Linked DNA regions of Mus musculus: all the other regions are linked to region 1. A link is a contact called in public Hi-C, HiChIP or PLAC-seq and promoter capture Hi-C data. All regions are on one chromosome and are shown on one strand. The core of a region is the stretch at or near the end of the contact, and the rest is flanking DNA. Distances in the headings are between cores, read along the strand shown.

The links. A called contact is a pair of places that touch in the nucleus more often than the background predicts. HiChIP or PLAC-seq counts read pairs in DNA pulled down with a chosen protein or histone mark. Capture Hi-C pulls out chosen DNA fragments and counts their contacts.
Region 2: a promoter capture Hi-C map of adipose tissue shows a contact between it and region 1. The contact joins the promoter of Ltbr here to the promoter of Lpar5 in region 1. A contact is called at or near these places in 4 of 39 promoter capture datasets (liver, neutrophils and pre-B cells), 1 of 115 datasets of contacts at active chromatin or transcription factors (pancreatic cancer cells) and 3 of 9 other capture datasets (adipose tissue, liver and pancreatic islet).
Region 3: a Hi-C map of bone marrow-derived macrophages shows a contact between it and region 1, with 1.6 times the contacts expected there. The contact joins the enhancer-like site here to the promoter of Lpar5 in region 1. A contact is called at or near these places in 8 of 39 promoter capture datasets (the 3T3-L1 cell line, cranial neural crest, embryonic stem cells and 5 more), 5 of 484 Hi-C or Micro-C datasets (the STO cell line, bone marrow-derived macrophages, differentiating embryonic stem cells and 2 more), 12 of 115 datasets of contacts at active chromatin or transcription factors (the SCID.adh cell line, bone marrow-derived macrophages, craniofacial prominence and 8 more) and 5 of 9 other capture datasets (adipose tissue, embryonic stem cells, liver and 2 more).
Region 4: a contact with region 1 is called in an H3K4me3 HiChIP or PLAC-seq map of the 230-238 cell line, with 2.3 times the contacts expected there. The contact joins the promoter of 4930417O13Rik here to the promoter of Lpar5 in region 1. A contact is called at or near these places in 1 of 39 promoter capture datasets (liver), 1 of 15 datasets of contacts at CTCF or cohesin (embryonic stem cells), 2 of 484 Hi-C or Micro-C datasets (the G1E-ER4 cell line and the N1E-115 cell line), 5 of 115 datasets of contacts at active chromatin or transcription factors (the 230-238 cell line, effector CD8 T cells, embryonic stem cells and 2 more) and 2 of 9 other capture datasets (adipose tissue and liver).

What each region holds. Positions count from the first base shown.
Region 1 is chr6:125,065,334-125,070,122 of GRCm38.p6, reverse strand. Lpar5 (lysophosphatidic acid receptor 5) reads right to left here and starts at 2,203. Exons shown (of 2, transcript NM_001163269.2): 1 at 2,147-2,203.
Region 2 is chr6:125,311,023-125,315,811 of GRCm38.p6, reverse strand. It overlaps Ltbr (lymphotoxin B receptor), which reads left to right and starts at 1,927. Exons shown (of 10, transcript NM_010736.4): 1 at 1,927-2,222; 2 at 2,326-2,422; 3 at 2,693-2,818; 4 at 2,902-3,060; 5 at 3,446-3,542; 6 at 3,690-3,769. The coding sequence starts at 2,127. It also overlaps a transcript of Scnn1a not described here.
Region 3 is chr6:124,872,163-124,876,951 of GRCm38.p6, reverse strand. It overlaps Cd4 (CD4 antigen), which reads left to right. Exons shown (of 10, transcript NM_013488.3): 4 at 3,822-3,983; 5 at 4,272-4,508. Among named protein-coding and RNA genes, the nearest start is that of Gpr162, 11 kb to the right of the region's middle. Within about 2 kb of position 2,406, at least 8 of the 459 cell types and tissues checked have an H3K27ac peak or open chromatin away from gene starts, as enhancers often do. A contact at or near this core is called in bone marrow-derived macrophages and microglia, where this site is marked.
Region 4 is chr6:125,263,604-125,268,392 of GRCm38.p6, reverse strand. It overlaps 4930417O13Rik (RIKEN cDNA 4930417O13 gene), which reads right to left and starts at 2,868. Exons shown (of 4, transcript NR_015527.1): 1 at 2,324-2,868; 2 at 1,867-1,993.

The DNA of each region.
Region 1 (4,789 bases), core at 954-3,453:
CTCTCTGACCAAAATTCTGATTTCAGCCTCTCTGCACCAGAGCCTTTCTCGCCCCGACTTCCAACATCACCCTCACCTCCCTGTCTCGCTCTTGCACATGCACAGTGATTCCCTTCCCTGCGTCTGGCCAGCTCTCCCCAGTGAGCCTTCCCTCTCCTCTCCTACTTCTCTCTTGCTCCCTGAGGTAGGGTTTCACAGATCTCTTACTGACTTGGAATTCGTGACCAGTCTCCTGCCTCAGGCTCCAGGCGTGTTGGGCATATGCTCATCCTTCCAAATACTGGTGTGGGAAAATGTCCCAGAGCTCAGTGGTTAGCTCCCCTGATGTGTAGCTGACAGCTTACCCACCTCTCTCTCCACCCTACCTTCCAAAGCTGGAAAAACAGGAAACAAAGTTCCAACCCAAAAAAAAAAAAAAAAAAACCCAACAACACAGTCACTGCCATAGGTCCAGCTGAGTGCTGAGCTGTGAGCTGTGCCCTGTGTGTGTCTTACCCTTGCTTCAGGCTTAACAGGTCCTGCCCACTCCGAATAATCTCCTGGAGCCTTTTAGGCTGGGTGACCTTACTCTGAACTTCCACCATACCACCGGACTCAGAGGTCCACACCCTTGTATTTTTTTATGCCGGAGATGAACCCAGAGCCTTGTGCACACCAGGCAGATCAAATGCTTGGCCTCTCAGCTACATAAATATTCTCAACAGTTCCCTCTTTTTTGCTGTCTCCTCCTTGGCTGCTATATTATCATTATTATTATTATTATTGTTGTTGTTGTTGTTGTTTATGCTTCTGGACAAAAAAAGGTCTCTGTGCCAGTGGGCTACGCACTGAGAACAGCAGGGTAGGAAGAACTAACGGCATCAGACAGCACAGATTGAGCTAGTGTTAGTGTCTCTTGCTGTTTGGGAAGTGAGGGGGTCACAGTTCCTCACTTCCCAGCCCCCCAGGGCTATGACTTCAGTTTACCATAAGTGAAGAGTTCTGGAAACAGAAGTCTATGTGTCCCTTTCTTGTCACTGAACACCCATAACCATAGGTAGTAGGCAGGCAGTGGCCTGCACCGGTATGGCAAAAGTCCCAGACAGCCTTCCCTGGATTCCCAAATATGCACAATGGCTCATTTCCTCTCCTAGTTGCTCATCAGCCATTCTGTCAAAGCCATGGGGACAGAGAGACCATGCAGCCTGACACCTTTCTGTTACATATGAGCATTTCAGGTTGGAGTAGGGCAGTGCTTCCTCAAGACCCATTAAAATATACCTGGAAGGGCTGGGGTAGCTCAGTGGTAGAATAGCATTCACAAGGGTTTAATCTCTAGCACAGCCCAAAATAGATGAAATAGATCTGAGCTCACACTATAGTTTCATCGTGGCTCACACGTATAGTTTCAACTAGCAGGAAAGCTGACAGGGCAGGGGTGTCCGTGGAGGTTAGGAGTTGAAGACCATGCTAGAAAGCATAATGAGACCTCACTCATCCAAAAGGGTCGGGAAACTGGGGATTGAGCTCGGCCGGTAGAGTGCTTGCCTAGCACGACCTAGGTTTAACCTCCAGCACTTGCATAAACTTGATGCCTGTAACCCCAGGGCTCCAGGGAGAGGCTTCAGGAGTTCAAGGTCCTCCTTGGCTATGTACAGATTTTGAGGCCAACCTGGGCTACATCTCAAAAAGGGGAGGGAACTCAGTGGTAGGGCAAGTGCTTATTAGCATATAGGGCAGTCCATCTCCAGCACCAAATAACAAAATAAAACATACCTTGGTAGCTCGAGTAAGATGCCTTTACCAGTAAACTCTTTAGCCAATTTTACTCAGAGCAGCTCCGTGTCTTCCAGAACAGGACCTGGCCCTGCAGGATGAGTGGGCTTGAGGGGAGCAGACCTCAGGGTCAGCATGAAAACAGGAGTCTAAAGTTTTAGGGCAAGACCCTAAGGTGGCCCACAGTGAGGCTTCAGCCCATCAGGTGTCTCAGGCATGTTGGCTGCCTCTTCAGGCTCCTATGGACAGATCTGTCCACATGGGGCAGCCCCGTTTGCCTTTTCACTGTATCTAAAAGGATTTCCCAGAGCCTACGGCCCACCTACATTCTCCATCCTCACCAATGTCCCCCACTTCTGGTGGTCCAGCCCCATTTGTCACCTCCCCATACCTGTGATCGGTTGCTCTTCCTCTGCCGCTGCCCCAAGCCTGCTTCCGCTGACACTCTGGGCTGGGTTGGGCTGAGCTTCCCTGGTAGGACCTGCTCCTGGGCGGGCCTGACACACCCACCTTACAGATCTCAGAACATCCCTCCCAGCTCCTGCACTCACCCAACCAACCCCACAGAGTCAAAGAGCTTTGACCACAGACACCTTCGCAAACAGGTCAGAGAAGCAAGCTCTAAAAGCCGGTGAAAATCCAACCTTACCCCAGTCACCTAACTCTGCAACTATGGCTCCCAGATGTGCAGTTTCCGGGAACTCTCTCTGCGGCACACCCACCCACTGATACCTGATGACTAACACACACACACACACACACACACACACACACACACACACACACACATCATGATGTTCTCACCTGTCTCCTCCCTGCCTGTCTCTCTTCCTCTCTTGGGTCAGCTAGGTGGTTTAGCAAAAGTGGCTCGTGGTTGTAGCTTCCCCTGCCTGGGGCCTGTTGGTCAGCCAAGGGTTCTCCCTCCTTGCCTGCCTACCAGCACACACCCAGTTCCTCCATCAGAGCAGTTGCCTGACTGGATGCTTCCTCCTCTCCCTCTGTCTGCCTCAGGCTGGGAGCTCCTGGAGGTAGGGGGCTTGTGGTGGTCTCTGTCTGCTCTTCAGGCTGAGCATAGCCCTTCAATGCATATTAGTTAGCAAAGACGGATCTTTTGGAGATAGCTGACAAAGGTATTGTGGTTAAATGAGTTTGACCAACCCTGGATAAAAATCAACGTGAATATTCTGCTGAGTGATAAGCCATGGGTTGATCACTCCTGAAGGCTGGAGGGTGCGTTATACTAGCTGTGGTTTTTTTTCCTTTGTGATGACTGAATATAAGATCTCGTGTATGAGCCGGGCGTGGTGGCGCACGCCTTTAATCCCAGCACTCGGGAGGCAGAGGCAGGCGGATTTCTGAGTTCGAGGCCAGCCTGGTCTACAAAGTGAGTTCCAGGACAGTCAGGGCTACACAGAGAAACCCTGTCTCAAAAACACCAAAAAAAAAAAAAAAAAAAAGATCTCGTGTACGCTAAGCAAATGCTCTGGCACCCAGTCGTACACCCGGGTCTACTGGTTTTGCTTTGTTTTTTGTTTTTGTTTTTTTTTTTAAAGATTTATTTATTTATTATATGTAAGTACACTGTAGCTGTCTTCAGACACTCCAGAAGAGGGCGTCAGATCTTGTTACAGATGGTTGTAAGCCACCATGTGGTTGCTGGGATTTGAACTCTGGACCTTCGGAAGAGCAGTCAGGTGCTCCTACCCACTGAGCCATCTCACCAGCCCCTGGTTTTGTTTTTTAAATTGGGTATTTATTTCATTTACATTTCCAATGCTATCCCAAAAGTCCCCCACACGCTCCCCCACCCACTCCCCCACCCACCCACTCCCACTTCTTGGCCTTGTCGTTCCCCTGTACTGAGGCATATAAAGTTTGCACGACTAATGGGCCACTCTTTCCACTGATGGCCAACTAGGCCATTTTCTGATTCATATGCAGCTAGAGACAGGAGCTCCAGGGGGGTACTGGTTAGTTCATAATGTTGTTCCACCTATAGGATTGCAGATCCCTTTAGCTCCTTGGGTATTTTCTCTAGCTCCTCCACTGGGGGCCCTGTGGTCCATCCAATAGCTGACTATGACCTGGGTCTACTGTTTAGAGCAAGTTTCAACATCTCTCTTTATGTATCTCTGGCTACCTTTGAACTCACTATGTAGATAAGGCTGGCCTCAAACTTAAAGACATCCTCCTGCCTCTGACTCCCGAGTGCTGCGATTAAAGGCGTGTACCGCCACTGCCACCTGGTTTAAAAGGAATTTTATGCTACAGAGAACCACAATTAATCACAATGCAAAGATCAACTGTTGCTGGTGTACCCTACAATATACCTCCTGCAGGTTCGGGGAACATCTCCAAAGAGGGGCAGAAAGACTGTAAGAACCTGAGAAACAGGAAGTAGAAATGACAGGATGTTTCCCTGTCACCCATTGTACCTCGGCAGACATGGCTGCCTAAATAAGAGCTGAATAGTATCACCACCAGTAGGTGGATGGATCACCAGGGCTCCCACCTCTAGATAAAGAACTGCTGTCCCAGGGATGAGGCCCGTAATTGCCTAACCACTGCCAAAACCCTTGACACTGTATGCACACAAGCAATGCTGAATGAACTCAGCAGGTTGTATATGTAGTGTGTGTGTGTGTGTGTGTGTGTGTGTGTGTGTGTAAAAATAAGTCAAAGAAAAAGGCCAATTTGGGGCTGGTGAGATGGCTCAGTGGGTAAGGGCACCCGACTGCTCTTCCGAAGGTCTGAAGTTCAAATCCCAGCAACCACATGGTGGCTCACAACCACCCGTAATGAGATCTGGTGCCCTCTTCTGGTGTATCTGAAGACAACTACAGTGTACTTACATATAATAAATAAATAAATCTTTAAAAAAAAAAAAAAAAAAAAAAAAAAAGAAAAAGGCCAATTCATTAATTTGAGAGGGAGTGAGGAGGAGACATGGGAGAAATCAGAGAGAGGGACAGGAGGAAGGGGAGAAATTAACTTATTATATTTTAATTAAAATAAATAGAAATTGAAAATGTAT
Region 2 (4,789 bases), core at 678-3,177, 250 kb before region 1:
CTCTCTGAATAGTACATGTGAATTTTCCCTAATAAAACATTAAAAAAAAAAAAAAGAAATAGTGAAATGTATCTAGGGCCGCTCCCCACCCACCCGTTCCTTTATGCTGTTAAGAGATCCAAGTGAGTCAAGCCCCTGCCCCAACTCCCTGAGCCCAGAAGGAAGAGAAATCAGAGGTCTGCTATTCAGTATCTCTACCACTGCCAGGGAACCTGGGACAATTGAGACAGACAGGTACCAGCAGAGTGGAGCTGCTGGGCCAGCACCCAGGGAGGGGACAGCACAGAGTGACTATCAAGAGCCCAGGCAGCAGTTAAGAGCATCAACTGCTCTTCTGAAGGTCCTGAGTTCAATTCCCAGCAACCACGTGGTGGCTCATAACCACCACTAAGGAGATCTGACTCCCTCTTCTGGAGTGTCTGATGATAGCTACAGTGTACTTACATATAATAATAAATAAATCTTTTTTTTAAAAAAAGTATACACTTAAAAAAAAAAAGCCCAGGCAAGTTCCCCCCCACCCCGCCCCGCTCTGTTCCCCCCTCTCCCCAGGTCTTCTCTAAAACTCAATCCCTTGCCAGCATTTCGAGGCTCCACCGAAAGCCTGTCTGGATATCTGATCCACCATGGAAAAGGTCAGTTCTCAGGTGAGCTATTGCAAGAGAAGGCTTTCCCTCATTCCAAATGAGAGTCCAACCCCACCCCCCACCCCCGAGTCACAAGGGAGGCAGGACAGATGTTGCCATGGGCTGGGATCTGAAAATCAGATCTGGACTGCAGTTAAGTTCTTCCAGAGTGGCTAAGCGGTGTGGACAGCCTTCATTTACACAACGAATATGTACCTGGCCAGTGGCATAAGCCAGATCATGCTAGACTCCGTGAGCCTAGACTAAATAGCCAAACCAGGCCACGGGCCAGCCAATAGCCTAGTAAGGAGCACAGGGCAGACATTAGGGTTCCTTGGGGGCTCCATGGCTGTTTTCTTAATAGAAATTTAGAGGGGTGTGTGTGTGAAGGGGGCTGGGGGGGGGGGTTGGGAATCAGTAGACGTGGGAAAAAGGGGTGTCACATACTTCCAGCAGCTCTGGGCTATTAATGGCAGGAAGAAAAGGCCCACCAGGCTTAACGATCTTGGAACCCTGTGCACCGCTGCCTGGCACCCTGGGCAGGTCTTCTCTAGAAAGTAAGGTACCTACACTGGCTGGGCTCTCAGGTCCCTCGGTTTAAGAGAGTTATAGGCTTATGTGCACACACGCTGGAACTAGGCTACCCAGCCCCAGCCCAGAAGCCCCCACTCACCAGGACCTGGGTTTACACACGCCCACCCTTCCGTGAGAGAGGTCCCAGAGGAGAGGACAGATTCAGGGCCAGCTGAACTCTCTCCAGTGTCTTGTGGTGTGCGCCCTGGTGTGTGGCGTGGGTGGGCTTGTTACTGTGGAAGCTTCTTTTTAAAAAGTCACAGAGTGGAGCAGGCCCTCAGTCTCTGCCAAGTGGGATGCCTGGCCAGACGCTGGCTGCATCTGCTAACCACCTCTGGGTATCCTGGCTGGGTGCACTGTCAATCCCTGGCGCCTCCTCTTTGCAAATCTGACACCCAGCTGTCCACAGCTCTCTGCCTCAACGTCCACGGCAGGTCAACCAAGTCAGCTCTGCCTCGGGCTCTCGGAGGTGGGCCTGACTGATGGCTAGCCACTGTCTCTGCTGCCCCCCTTTCGGCCAGCAAGCGATCCTAATCCGCAATCCCCTCTGAGAGCCAGGCTTCCGAAGAAAGGTGGAGGCCGGGTTCCGGGCCTGCAGCTCTCACGTGCTTTCCCGGCCACCCCCTCCCGCCCTGCGTCGAGGCGGCCAAGCCTGTTCCTCTTCCCCCCCCCCGTCGCGATTGCGACAGGCCGGCCTCTGCTCCCAGGGCTCCCTGCCCCCGCCCCCGGCCGGCTCGCTCCACTCCCACTTCCTGAGCCCGGCGCTGGAGCCCTGGAGGCCAGGCCCGGCCGCTCCCGGCCCCCGGGGGCACGTCGGCCCAGCCGCCAGGCTTGGGAAGTCGTGGCCAACGCTGCTCAGGACGTCCGGGCTTCCCACCTTCCTCCTAGGACTCCACCCGGTCTGGTCAGCCGAGCCGAAAGGCCGCCATGCGCCTGCCCCGGGCCTCCTCTCCCTGCGGCCTGGCCTGGGGGCCACTCCTGCTGGGACTCAGCGGGCTTCTGGTGGCCTCTCAGCCCCAGCTGGTGAGGGAGGGGCTAGGTGGGATGGACCAGGTTTCTCTCTAGCCCTTCTGCCCTCCAGAGCTGACCCTGCCTCATTCTTCTCTTTCTCCGCCTCCTCTGGAAGGTGCCCCCTTATCGCATAGAAAACCAGACTTGCTGGGACCAGGACAAGGAATACTACGAGCCCATGCACGACGTCTGCTGCTCCCGCTGTCCCCCAGGTGAGAACAGTGGCTCCAAGTGGCTTGGGTGGTAGAGGTGAGCCAGAATGAGCCAGCACTGCTAAAACTAGCCAGGAAGGAGAGTCTACGAAGCATTAGCATTGTCCCACGGACACTGAGATTTGAAGAGGTAGCGGCATGTAGCCATGAAGACAGGATGGGGACAAAGAGACCAAGGAGAGGCTCCGAGGCATGCAGCAAGCAGAGGCAGCGGACGCAGAGATGGACTTCTTGTCTCCTGATAACCCTCTTTCCCCATTCGCCTCATAGGCGAGTTTGTCTTTGCGGTATGCAGCCGCAGCCAAGACACGGTTTGCAAGACTTGCCCCCATAATTCCTATAATGAACACTGGAACCATCTCTCCACCTGCCAGCTGTGCCGCCCCTGTGACATTGGTAAGTGGGGACTCATCTGGATCTGCATGATGGGTACGACTGGGAGGGCCAGCTCCTCTCTGACTCTTCCCTCTCCCTGACAGTGCTGGGCTTTGAGGAGGTTGCCCCTTGCACCAGCGATCGGAAAGCCGAGTGCCGCTGTCAGCCGGGGATGTCCTGTGTGTATCTGGACAATGAGTGTGTGCACTGTGAGGAGGAGCGGCTTGTACTCTGCCAGCCTGGCACAGAAGCCGAGGTCACAGGTCAGAGGTCACTGAGGGCAGCCAGTAAAGGGAGGCTGGGCATCAAGGGCAAGGAACGTGATACTGTGCGCATGGTGCTTCTCCCCACTGGTACTGTGAGTGTGGTACCTCTGCCCACTGGGAGAACCATAAAGAATCTATCAGTCCTTGAAAAAGGCTCACAGGAGGGGGTCTGCCAAGACATGAACTGGTATGAGGAGCTTAGAAGGTAGCTCCCTCCTGTCAGCCCTGGGGAAGCTTGGGCAAAACGGCAGGCTGCAAAGCCAAGCTTGGGAAAGGTAGCAACTACAGAGCAGAATGGTTGGCAAAGAGGGGACGTAAAGGAAGGCCACCGAGTCCTCACACTTACCCACTCACCCCCACTGGCCTGCCTTTCTTTTGCCAGATGAAATTATGGATACTGACGTCAACTGTGTCCCCTGTAAGCCGGGACACTTCCAGAACACTTCCTCCCCTCGAGCCCGCTGTCAACCCCATACCAGGTGAGAGGGCCCTTCCCCCACTCACCTCCAGGAAACCCAAGGGTTGTCATCTCCTCCATCCTTGACTTCCGGCCATCCCGACCATGTGTTCCTGGAGCCAGTCACCAAGGGGAGCAGGGAGAAGCTCACAGTCTTGTTTCTCCACAGATGTGAGATCCAGGGCCTGGTGGAGGCAGCTCCAGGTACCTCCTACTCGGATACCATCTGTAAAAATCCCCCAGAGCCAGGTAAGACACCGGGCTGAGGAACACAAGGCAGGGTCGGTCTGGGAAGATGCCTCAGCCCCCCTCATCCACAGAAACAGGGAACAGTGCATCTTTCTTCCCAGGGTTAGACAAAGTCAGAAACATTTCTTCTGAAGAAATCAGAAGGAGGTAGCGTGTAGTTCCATGGTTAGAACGCTTGCTTGGGATACATAAGACCCTGAGTTTGGACCAAAAGAAAAAAAACGAAAACTTGGAAAGGCAGGTGTGGTGGTGCACCCTTGTAATCCCCAGCGCTTGAAAGGCTGCGGCAGAAGAATCAAGAGTTTGAGGCTAGCCTTGGCTACAGAGTGAGCCTGTCTCCATAGAGGGCCTGGAGATTAGAACATCCCTAGACTCTTTTCTTACACTTTCAAAATTATACATATTATGCCAGGAAACATTCCTGTGCTGTGACGTAATTCTAACCGGCTTCATCACTATGCTTGGATGCGATTCCGTCATAGCCTTCCTTCACTAATTGAATACCTCGTTGTTCACTTACACACATCTGTTGGAGACATGCTCCCCCACTGGGCTCTTTCTAGGTTTTCTTGTTTCTTGGTTTCTGTCTTCGAGGAAACCCACTAGTTTCCCAGCCTGGTGGTTGACTATAAGTTCTTCTGATGACTCTAATCGCTACTAATTGGCAGAATGTAGTAACATTTTTGAGTGACCAGACTTTTGTAATTATAGCTTCCACATCCTGAGAACAACTCTGAACCTCTCAGTGATTCCACTTAAGCTGCCTAATGATTCTATAAACTGGGATTATTCATTCTCACTGATGGGGGGAGAAAGCTGAGATGTTAAATGACTTGCTGGAGATCACGTGTGTGTGTGTGTGTGTGTGTGTGTGTGTGTGTGTGTGTATGTATGTGTGTGTGTATGTGTGTGTATGTATGTGTGTATATGTGTGTGTGTTTGTGTATGTGTGTGTGTGTGTGTGTGTGTCTGTATGTGTGTGTGTGTAAATCACGTTATTACTGTCTATATCTAGGTCTT
Region 3 (4,789 bases), core at 1,157-3,656, 190 kb after region 1:
CTCCAGGATCTGCCTGTCTCCATCTCTCATGGAGCGGGACATGTGGGCTTTACATCTTCCCAGTTGGCTTTCCGTGGCTGTAGGGAATTCCAACTCAGGTCCTCTTGGTTTCGAAGCAGGCTCTTTATCTATTGAGCCACCTCCCTCCCCTCACTTCCTGATGTTTAACAATGGCAGAGGCACCCTCTTGTTGTCTTGACTTGTGGACCTCAAACCCTTTCCTCTCCTCCAGGCTCCCACCTCTCACCACTCCCCAGCTGCAATCGCCCCTTTCTTTGACTGATTTTTGGTTTGGTCCTCTCTGGGGCACGCCTGTCTGTCTCAGGCACCACAGTGAGCAACCTGGCTATTCTTTCTTGTCTTTCTTCTTGGGTCTCTCTCTCTCTGATGCTGAGGTGCAGACTGGCACATGTCATCCCCTGTGAATGACCAAGCCTAGGAGCACCCACTGGACTTTCTGCTTTCTTTGCACCACGTCCTCACAGCACCCCAGCTGAAAAGCTCCACGTCCTGATGTCTCTTGACAGCTTGCCTTGAGCTACTTTCTTGTGTCATCTCCCCTTCCTGAACCTCCTTCCCCCGCATCCATTTTTCTGTTCTTAAACCTTTTTTCTTCTTCTTGTGGCTGGGGAGCTGGTCAGTGTGTGAGAGTTCTTACAGCCTGAAGACATGAGTTGGAGACTTCATCACTCATGTGGAAATCTGGAATAGTGTGACCCATCTGCAACCCCCGTGTTGTTCAGGGCAGAGCCGGGAAGATCACAGTTTGCTCACCACCATACCAACTCCAAAGAAATAAGGTGGAGAGTGACATAGCAGAATATCTGATGCCCTCCATTAGGCACCTACACACTCATGTGCACACATAACACACACACACACACTTGAAAACTTTTTTTCTTCCCACGTTAGAAACTGAAAAGAGGCAAGCGCTCTACTGTGAACCACACCCCAGCCAGCCTATATTTTCCTTCTTAAAAATAACTTTATTTATTATTGGGCTGGAGGGGCAGCTGAGTGGATAAGAGCACGTTCTCCTGCAGGGGACCTGGGTTTGGTTCCCAGCACTCATTGAGAGAGGCTCCCAACCATCTGTAAGACCTGTGCTAGGGGAAATGATACCTCCTTTGGTTAACATGGGAACCGGGCACATATACATACGTGTTGTCAAAACACTCATACATGCAAAAGAAATCTTTTAAAAACGTATTATTTATGCTAGGTGGTGGTGGTGCACGCCTTTAATCAGAGCAGTCAGGCAGAGGCAGGTAAACTTTTGAGTTGGAGGCCAGCCTGGTCTACAGAGTGAGTTCCAGGACAGCCAGGGCTGCACAGAGAAACCCTGTCTGGAAAAACTGAAAAAAGAAAAAAAAAAAGAAAAAAAAAAGACTTATTATTATCCCTCCAGTGAGTGAGTGTGTTCAGAGGACAGCTTTTGAACTCAGCTCTCTGCTTCTGCCTTTGTGCAGGTTACACTGAAGTCGCACCCCACCCCACCCCACCCCATCATACTCACTTTTGGTGGTGGTGGGATAGAGGCTGAACCCAAGACCTCATGTCTACTAGTCAAGTTCTCTACCACTGAGCTACATTCTTCAGCCAGGCTTTTAAGACTTAGTCCAACACTGCTCTCCTCCAGCAATTTGTCTCAGATTTGCCCATTCTCTTAGATACCCTATACTCTTTTGAATCGAGTTTTCAGATTACAGGGCATCATAGACAATCGCATCATGATTTTCTTCATCAGGAAGGCAAGCAGGAGGGCTTATTTTAGGAGAGAGGCGATACGCATTACTTTGAACAGGTTACTCTGGTGTGGTGGAGGTTGTTGAAACACAGCTAACTATTCCTTGGGCTACAGGAAACACAAGCCTAGAGGCGAGCAGAAGGCTGGGCTGGGAATCTCATCTGCAGTGAATGATGGAGCTATTTAGGGGAAGTCAGAATGGATGTAGAAACAGGGAAGCAGAGCAGAAGATAGTTAGGGCAACACCAGACAATAGTCTGAGGTCAAGACCAGCAAAGGGAACTAAGGTGTGAAGGGGAGAAAGAAAGGGTGAAAGGGGGTGAGACCGGTCAGCAGGTAAGGGCACGTCCCACCAAGTCTGGTGGCCTGGATTCGATCCATTTGATCCCTGAGCCCCACACAGTGGAAGGAGAGAAACACACACACACACACACACACACACACACACACACACAGAGGCGGGGTGGGCAGGGAGAGGATGGAGGGAGGGGGAGGGGAAAGGGTGGAGGGAGAAGGAGAGGGAGAGAATCTGAGTAAGCTACTCCTCCAAGTCTGGTCAGTTGTGAGAAGAACGGAGAAATGGATTATGGAGCTGCCACTGCACACAGGGAGCTGAAAGAGGAATTTCCTCTTGTAATCAGTTTGACAGGAACTGAAACCACCTCAGAGATCGGTCCCAGGGAATGGGGAGACTTTTTAGCCTCTGGGCATGACTGTGAGGGCTTCTCTTGATCAGGTTCTGGTGGAGGAACCAGCCCACTGTGGGAACAGGAAAAAAAAAATCCAAACACCAAAAATCAGAAAACAAAAACAAAAAACAAGACCCCAGCTGAGTGCAAGAATCAGTTCACCATACTCTGCCTCCTGCTGGTGCATAGGATAAGATCAGCTGCTTTAACTCCTGTTGTCTTGGGTTGAGCCATGATGGACTGGACCCTGGAACCTCGAAATTCCCTCTCTTAGGTTGCCTTTGTCAGGGTGTTTTATCATAGCAATAGGAAAAGAACATAAGACAGAGACCAGACCAGGAGGTATGGAGACGGTGTAGTTCCGACATACAGCCTCCTTAATAAGTGTGAGCCCTTGGGATCAGTCTCTAGCATGAATGAGGAGGATGGGAGGAGAAAGGAGGGAAGGAAAAAACAGAGCCCGAATTCATGCTGAAGGAGCTTTCCAGAGACAGCATTGCAGAGTGTACATACGGGACTCAAACTTTAAGCTCCACCTCTTACAGATGTCAAAAGTGTATAGGTAGAAAAGGGATGTGGCAGGGGCGGGGGGAGGGAGCCCTGAGTTTAAGGCCAGCCTGGTCTACAAAGCCAGTTCCATGACAGCCAGCACAACATAGAGAAACCCTGTCTGGAAAAACAAAACAAACAAGCAAACAACAACAACACAAAAATAGAAAACAAAACAAAAAAAGTCATTATGGGGTAGAGGTTGTCAGGGGACAATTTGTGGGAGTTTGTTTCTACAAAGGTCCTGGGAATTGAGCTAAGGTCACCAGGTTGAAAGTGTTTACTCACTGAGGTGTCAGGTAAGTTTTGTAGCCCAAACTGGCCTTGAACTCTCAAATCTTCTTTCTTCAACCTCCTGAGGCCTGACTGAGATTAGAGGTATACACCACCACACAAGATTGAAGTATTATTTACTTTACCATCCTCTGGGGAAGGCATTTAGTTCTGAATGGTCATTAATAGTTCTAATTCATGGGACAAATTACTAAGATGTATGAATTCGAGCCATTGTCTCAACCCTGAGTGATAGCGTCCATATCTGCCAAACAGTCTGTATTCTCAGGAATTATTGTGAAGATCATGGTAGATGGTATGTACAGTGTTCAGTTTGTAAGAGTGGTTGCTCCCCAAATCAGCAGAGTATCTTATGGTATTTTTGAGCTAGTGGGATACTGTTCCCACCATGTAAATAGACATTGGTGGGCCTTCTCATCAGTTCAGAGTCCTTCATGAGGGTGAATTAAAGACTGCCAACTCAGACCAGCAGAGTTGTGGGCACTCTTTTCAGCAGAGGTGCCAGGGCACCTCAACTTCTTTTGTATGGCTTCGATTTGCAGGAGGTTCGCCTTCGCAGTTTGATCGTTTTGATTCCAAAAAAGGGGCATGGGAGAAAGGATCGTTTCCTCTCATCATCAATAAACTTAAGATGGAAGACTCTCAGACTTATATCTGTGAGCTGGAGAACAGGAAAGAGGAGGTGGAGTTGTGGGTGTTCAAAGGTGAGTCGGGCAGTCTTGGGGTATAGACATCTCCTCCTCTTCCCTTCCATGCTCACACCAAAACCAGGTCCTGAACTGATGATATTTCAGACCACAAGTGGGTCAGAGTGTTCCTCTTGGTTAATGGGGGATGCGGTGGGAGGGGACCCCTACCTTATGCTGGGCATGGCCAGCTGGGAGTTGGGAGGGGAGGCACTGTTGAAAGACAATGATGGAGAGACACTGTTGTTCTTTCTCCCTCCATCCTTGGGGATGGTGTGTGATGCAGGTACTCTGCTTCCTCTACAGTGACCTTCAGTCCGGGTACCAGCCTGTTGCAAGGGCAGAGCCTGACCCTGACCTTGGATAGCAACTCTAAGGTCTCTAACCCCTTGACAGAGTGCAAACACAAAAAGGGTAAAGTTGTCAGTGGTTCCAAAGTTCTCTCCATGTCCAACCTAAGGGTTCAGGACAGCGACTTCTGGAACTGCACCGTGACCCTGGACCAGAAAAAGAACTGGTTCGGCATGACACTCTCAGTGCTGGGTAAGAGGCTACACACCCTTCAGCTTCCTTCCTGCTCAGGAATTCCTGGGCCTCACTCTGCTCTTCTGTTGGTTCCTGGCTCTCCTGGAGGGAGTGACGGGATGGCTCTTGATCCTTCTCTAGCTGAGGTCTATGCTGAGGGCCCTTCCCCCTTAGGGAGTGCAGTCCAGCAACCAAGGGAGTATACAAGAGGGAAGTGTGGGAAGTAGGAGGTGAGAGTAAGGGACACCTATTGTCCTGGTCTCTGACCTTCACTCCTACTAGTGGACAAGTCCGTAGAA
Region 4 (4,789 bases), core at 1,619-4,118, 200 kb before region 1:
ACAAACATTTGGCTAAATTAACTTTTTAAAAATGGAGAATAAAGATGTTAATTACTAAAATTAGAGATGAAAATGGAGATAAAATGGAGGGAGCCTCAATTTGGAAAATGACTCCATAAGATCCAGCTGTAAGGGCTCGAGAGACAGCTCACCTGTTAAGAGCACTGACTTATCTTCCAGAGATCATGAGCTCAATTCCCAGCAACCACATGGTGGCTCACAACCATCTGTAATGGGATCCAATGCCCTCTTCTGATGTGTCTGAAGACAGTGACAGTTTACTCACATACATAAAATATTTTTTTTTTAAAAATCCAGCTGTAAGGCATTCATTGATTGATTGATTGATGTCCCAAGTGTTGTGCCCCCAACCAGCCCCCTCCAATTACTAATTGATGGGGAGGACCCAACCCACTGTGGGTGTTGCCGTCCCTGGGCTGATACCCCTGGACTCTGTAAGAAAGCAGGCTGAGCAAGCCAGTAAGCAGCACCTCTCCATGGGCTCTGCATCAGCTCCTGCCTCCAGGATGCTGCCCTGCCTGAGTTCCTGTCCTGCCTTCCTTCAGTGATGGACTATTATATAGAAGTCAAATAAACCCTCTCCTCCCTAAGTTACTTTTGGTCATGCTGTTCCATCACAGTAATATTAACCCAAACTAGGACTGTGATTCTAGGTTAGGAGGTGTGCACGCTGACTGTAAACAATGATAATACTTCAAAGAATCATGATGACGACATGTAAACCTTTGTTAGACTTACAACAAGTGTTGAAGTAGTTAGGGAGTTTATTCTCACTGGAGTTAGATGTCTGACTAATGGTAATATACTCTTATAATACCAGCACTTAGGAGGCTGAAGCAGGAAGATCAGGTGTTCATAGGCAGCCTAGGCTGCCCAGTAAGTTGAAACGATGTCTAAAGAGACACTGCCCTGTCACGCATCGAAACGCTTTAAGAGAAAATCAAATATACTGGATGTTAAATTTAGATGAGAGATTTAAAATATTTAAGAGACTCCAATGGACTATATTTATAGTGGAGCTTAAATTGTTCAAGCTGAGTTAATAAAATTTTAATTTTAAAAGGACAAATGGGAATGAAGCACAGTGGGAAGTTATTGAACCAACCAGGGCTATGTAGTGAGACCCTGTCTCAAACAAGAAAGAAAGAAAAGAAAGATGGGTCTGCAGAAATGGCCCAGTGTTTATCTATGCAAGGTGTTACACAGCCATCTGAGGGCTGAGTTTGAATCGCCAGCACGTACATATGTAGAGCTTCATAATAAAACAACAAAATGCGTACTTTGAACTTAAAAGGCATAAGGGACAGTAGAATGTTTACTTGATGAACAATAATCTATTCTTTGTCTACAATGTCAGTAATTACTCCCAGACCATTTTTCTCTACTCTCTAATCCCGAACTATACAAACAGCTGGGCGTGGTGGTGTGAATCTGTAGTCTCAGGGCTTGAGAGGAGGAGGAGGCAGGAGGACAAGGGTCTGGGCAGTAAGTACTAAGTCATTGGACTACACAGACAGCCCTTGTCTTAAAAAATAAAAAGGATCAGAGCTGGCAGGGGGTGGCTCACAACCATCCATAATGAGATCTGACGCCCTCTTCTGGTGCGTCTGAAGACAGCTACAGTGTACTTATGCATAATAATAAATAAATCTTTGGGCTGAAGCGAGCAGGGACTGAGCGAGCAGGATTGACCAGAGTGAGCAGAGGTCCTAAAAAAATTCAATGACCAACAACCACATAAAGGCTCACAACCATCTGTACAGCTATAGTGTACTCACATACATAAAATAAGTAAATCTTTAAAAAATAATAATAAAAAGGATCAGAAAACACACAGAAACTCACGTCATCTCTTATTCTAGTCCCTTGCCAGTCCACCACATCCTTCAGCATGGAAATGTGTTAGTCACGTCTCAGCCCCAGAAGTCTCCACACGGCCCGTCCTGAAGTTCGCACTTTCCCACTGGGAACCCTAGGAAGGGTGATATTCTGTTCCACCTGCCCGCCCCGTGCCTTGACCTCCCGGGTTCCTTTACTCTTTGCCTGGAACCCTGACTTCTCATGCTGCTCTCACGCCTGGCAGAGAAGGCAGGAGCTGGTGACTGAGTCGTTCCAGGACACATTTACCAGCCCTGCGTCCTGCGCAGCTCAGTACCTGACACCATTGCTCACATGCTCCCTAGGAGCATCAGCACCGATCCACCCACCCTCCCGGTTACAGCACAGACAGACTCATTCAAAGTCCTTGAGCAGCTCACCCCACTAACAACCAGAGAAGCAGAGGGCAAACAGACATTTATACCTCCAATGGTCCAGTATTTCTTCAGTTCTTTGCCATCTGACTGACTCTTGGATTTTTCCTTGGATTTTCACCTCAGCCTCCTCTGGCCCCGCCTTGCCTGTGTCTATCATTTACAAACCTCCCTAGGCAATAGGCTCATGAAAATGCCCATCCTGGTCTAACTTGTAGGTGAAAGAGAAGAATCAGTTATCCAGTTTTGACATGGGCAAAGCATGAATAAACAGCTCTCCAGTCAGTAAGTACAGGCAAAAGGCATGTGACAAAATGTGACGGTAGCCAGGCATGGTGTCACACACCTGAAGTGTCAGCACTTGGGCTATCCTCAGAGGTCAGCCTAGGCTACCTCAAAAACATTAGAAAAGAAAAAGAGAAAAGAAATATGACCACAGCCTGTGCCCACTAAAGGGGTCCCTGTTCCTTCAGAAGGGGCTAGCCCAAATCCTACAGGAGTGAAGGGTCAGGACATCGAGAGCTCTGTAGACCCAAACTTACACTTCTGCTCAAACTCTCCCAGGCCAGGGAGCCCTCAGAAGCGAAGGCAGTGTGGGAATAATTAGTCAGACACGCTTCCCTTTGTGTCACAGAATCTAACTCGCCATCTATGACTTCAGAGAAGTTACGTGACAACAGCAGCACACGGTGTCATAGCAACACACCTACACGTCCTGCTGCCACCTTCCTGCCCGCAGAGAAAACAGCTGCCTTCTTCAAAAGTCAACACAGCCAGGCACTGTGCCGCTCATCTGCCACCTCCAGCACTTGGGAGGGAGACACGTGGAGTCAGGCTGAGGCTAGCAGAAACTACAGGAGACCCTGTCTAAATAGAAAAATAAGTAACGTAAGCAGCGGGTAGCCTGACATCAGCTGGGTGAAGTGTCACAGTGTCACTTAGTGCTTAGGAGTAGAGACAGAATCAGGTGTTCACGGTCATTCTTAGCCACAAAATCAATTTGAGGCCATCCTGGAATACATGAGACACTGGTTTTTTTTAATTAATTAATCAACTAATTAATTAATTTAAAAAACAAAGGAACCAAGAGTGCATATCTTTAATCCCAGCACTGGGGAGGCAGAGGCAGGCAGTTCCCTGTGAGTTCAAAGTTAGCCTGGTTGACAAAGCAAGTTCACGGACAGGCAGAGCTCTCTTTCAGAGAAACCCTGTCTCAGAAACAAAACAAGAAAAAACTAGGGGAGGGGGGAATTCCACTTACCATAGCATCAGAAAGATTAAAACCTTACCAAGAAAGTCAACAAATAAATTGTAAGACTTCTACAATGAAAAGTCACAAAACATTGTTTAAAGGCATTTAGTACTAAATATATCAGAAGATTTGGTGTTCATGGGTTGGAAAACCTGATTGTGTTATTGTGATAATTCTGCCAACTCCCACCAGTGAGTCCAAGACAATGCCTATAAAAATTTCAATTGCCCCTTTTTGCAGAAATGAAACTGATCCTAAAAGTCATACGGCGATTCAAGAGGCACGGAATAGCCAAAATACTTTAGAGAGGCCAGAAAGATGGTTCAGCAATTAAAGACATTTGCCACCAAGCCTGGCTACCTGAACTGAATCCCTGGGACCTCCAACGGTGGCAGGAGAGCATCAACTTCTGTAAACTGACCTCTGACCTCCACATACGTGCCGCGACACACTCCCACCCACACCACACACAAAATGAGTGAACAAATTAGTGTAAAAACAAAACATTATTTCAGAAAAGATCAAAACCCACTAACTCATTCTTTCCAGTTTCCTTTCTCTTCTCTTCTGAGACAGGTCTCGCTATGTAGCGCAGGCTGAACTTTTACTTACAGTAATCCTCCTGCCTCTGCCACCTTACTGCTGGGATTACATAAGCATACAGTACCACTCCGAGTTTATACTTCTTGATGTCAAAACTTACTATAAAACTGTAATCAAAACTGTGAGAGCGACATAAAGATGGACATAGATTAATGGAATAAAACTGAGAGTCCAGAAATCAAGCCATAGGCCAATTGATGGTTACCAAGACCCTCCAGTGTAAGAATAGTTTTCTTCTGACTTCAGGCACTGAGACACCGCTCAGCAGTGAAATACAAGAATTAAAACTACAGGCTGGGCGTGGTGGCGCACGCCTTTAATCCCAGCACTCGGGAGGCAGAGGCAGACGGATTTCTGAGTTTGAGGCCAGCCTGGTCTACAAAGTGAGTTCCAGGACAGCCAGGGCTATACAGAGAAGCCCTGTCTCGGAAAAAAAAAGAAAGAAAAGAAAAGAAAAGGAAAGAAAAGAAAAAAAGAATTAAAACTACAAAGCCATTAGAAGGAAAGAGGTGGCAACCTCTGTGACCTTAGATTAGGCGACAGTTTCCTAAGTACACCACCAAAAGAATAAGCAACAAAGGAAAAAAATAGATCACTACAACTCAAGATTTAAAAACTTCTCATATGAAAAGATAGCACCTGAGGGAGGAAGGGAAGCGGC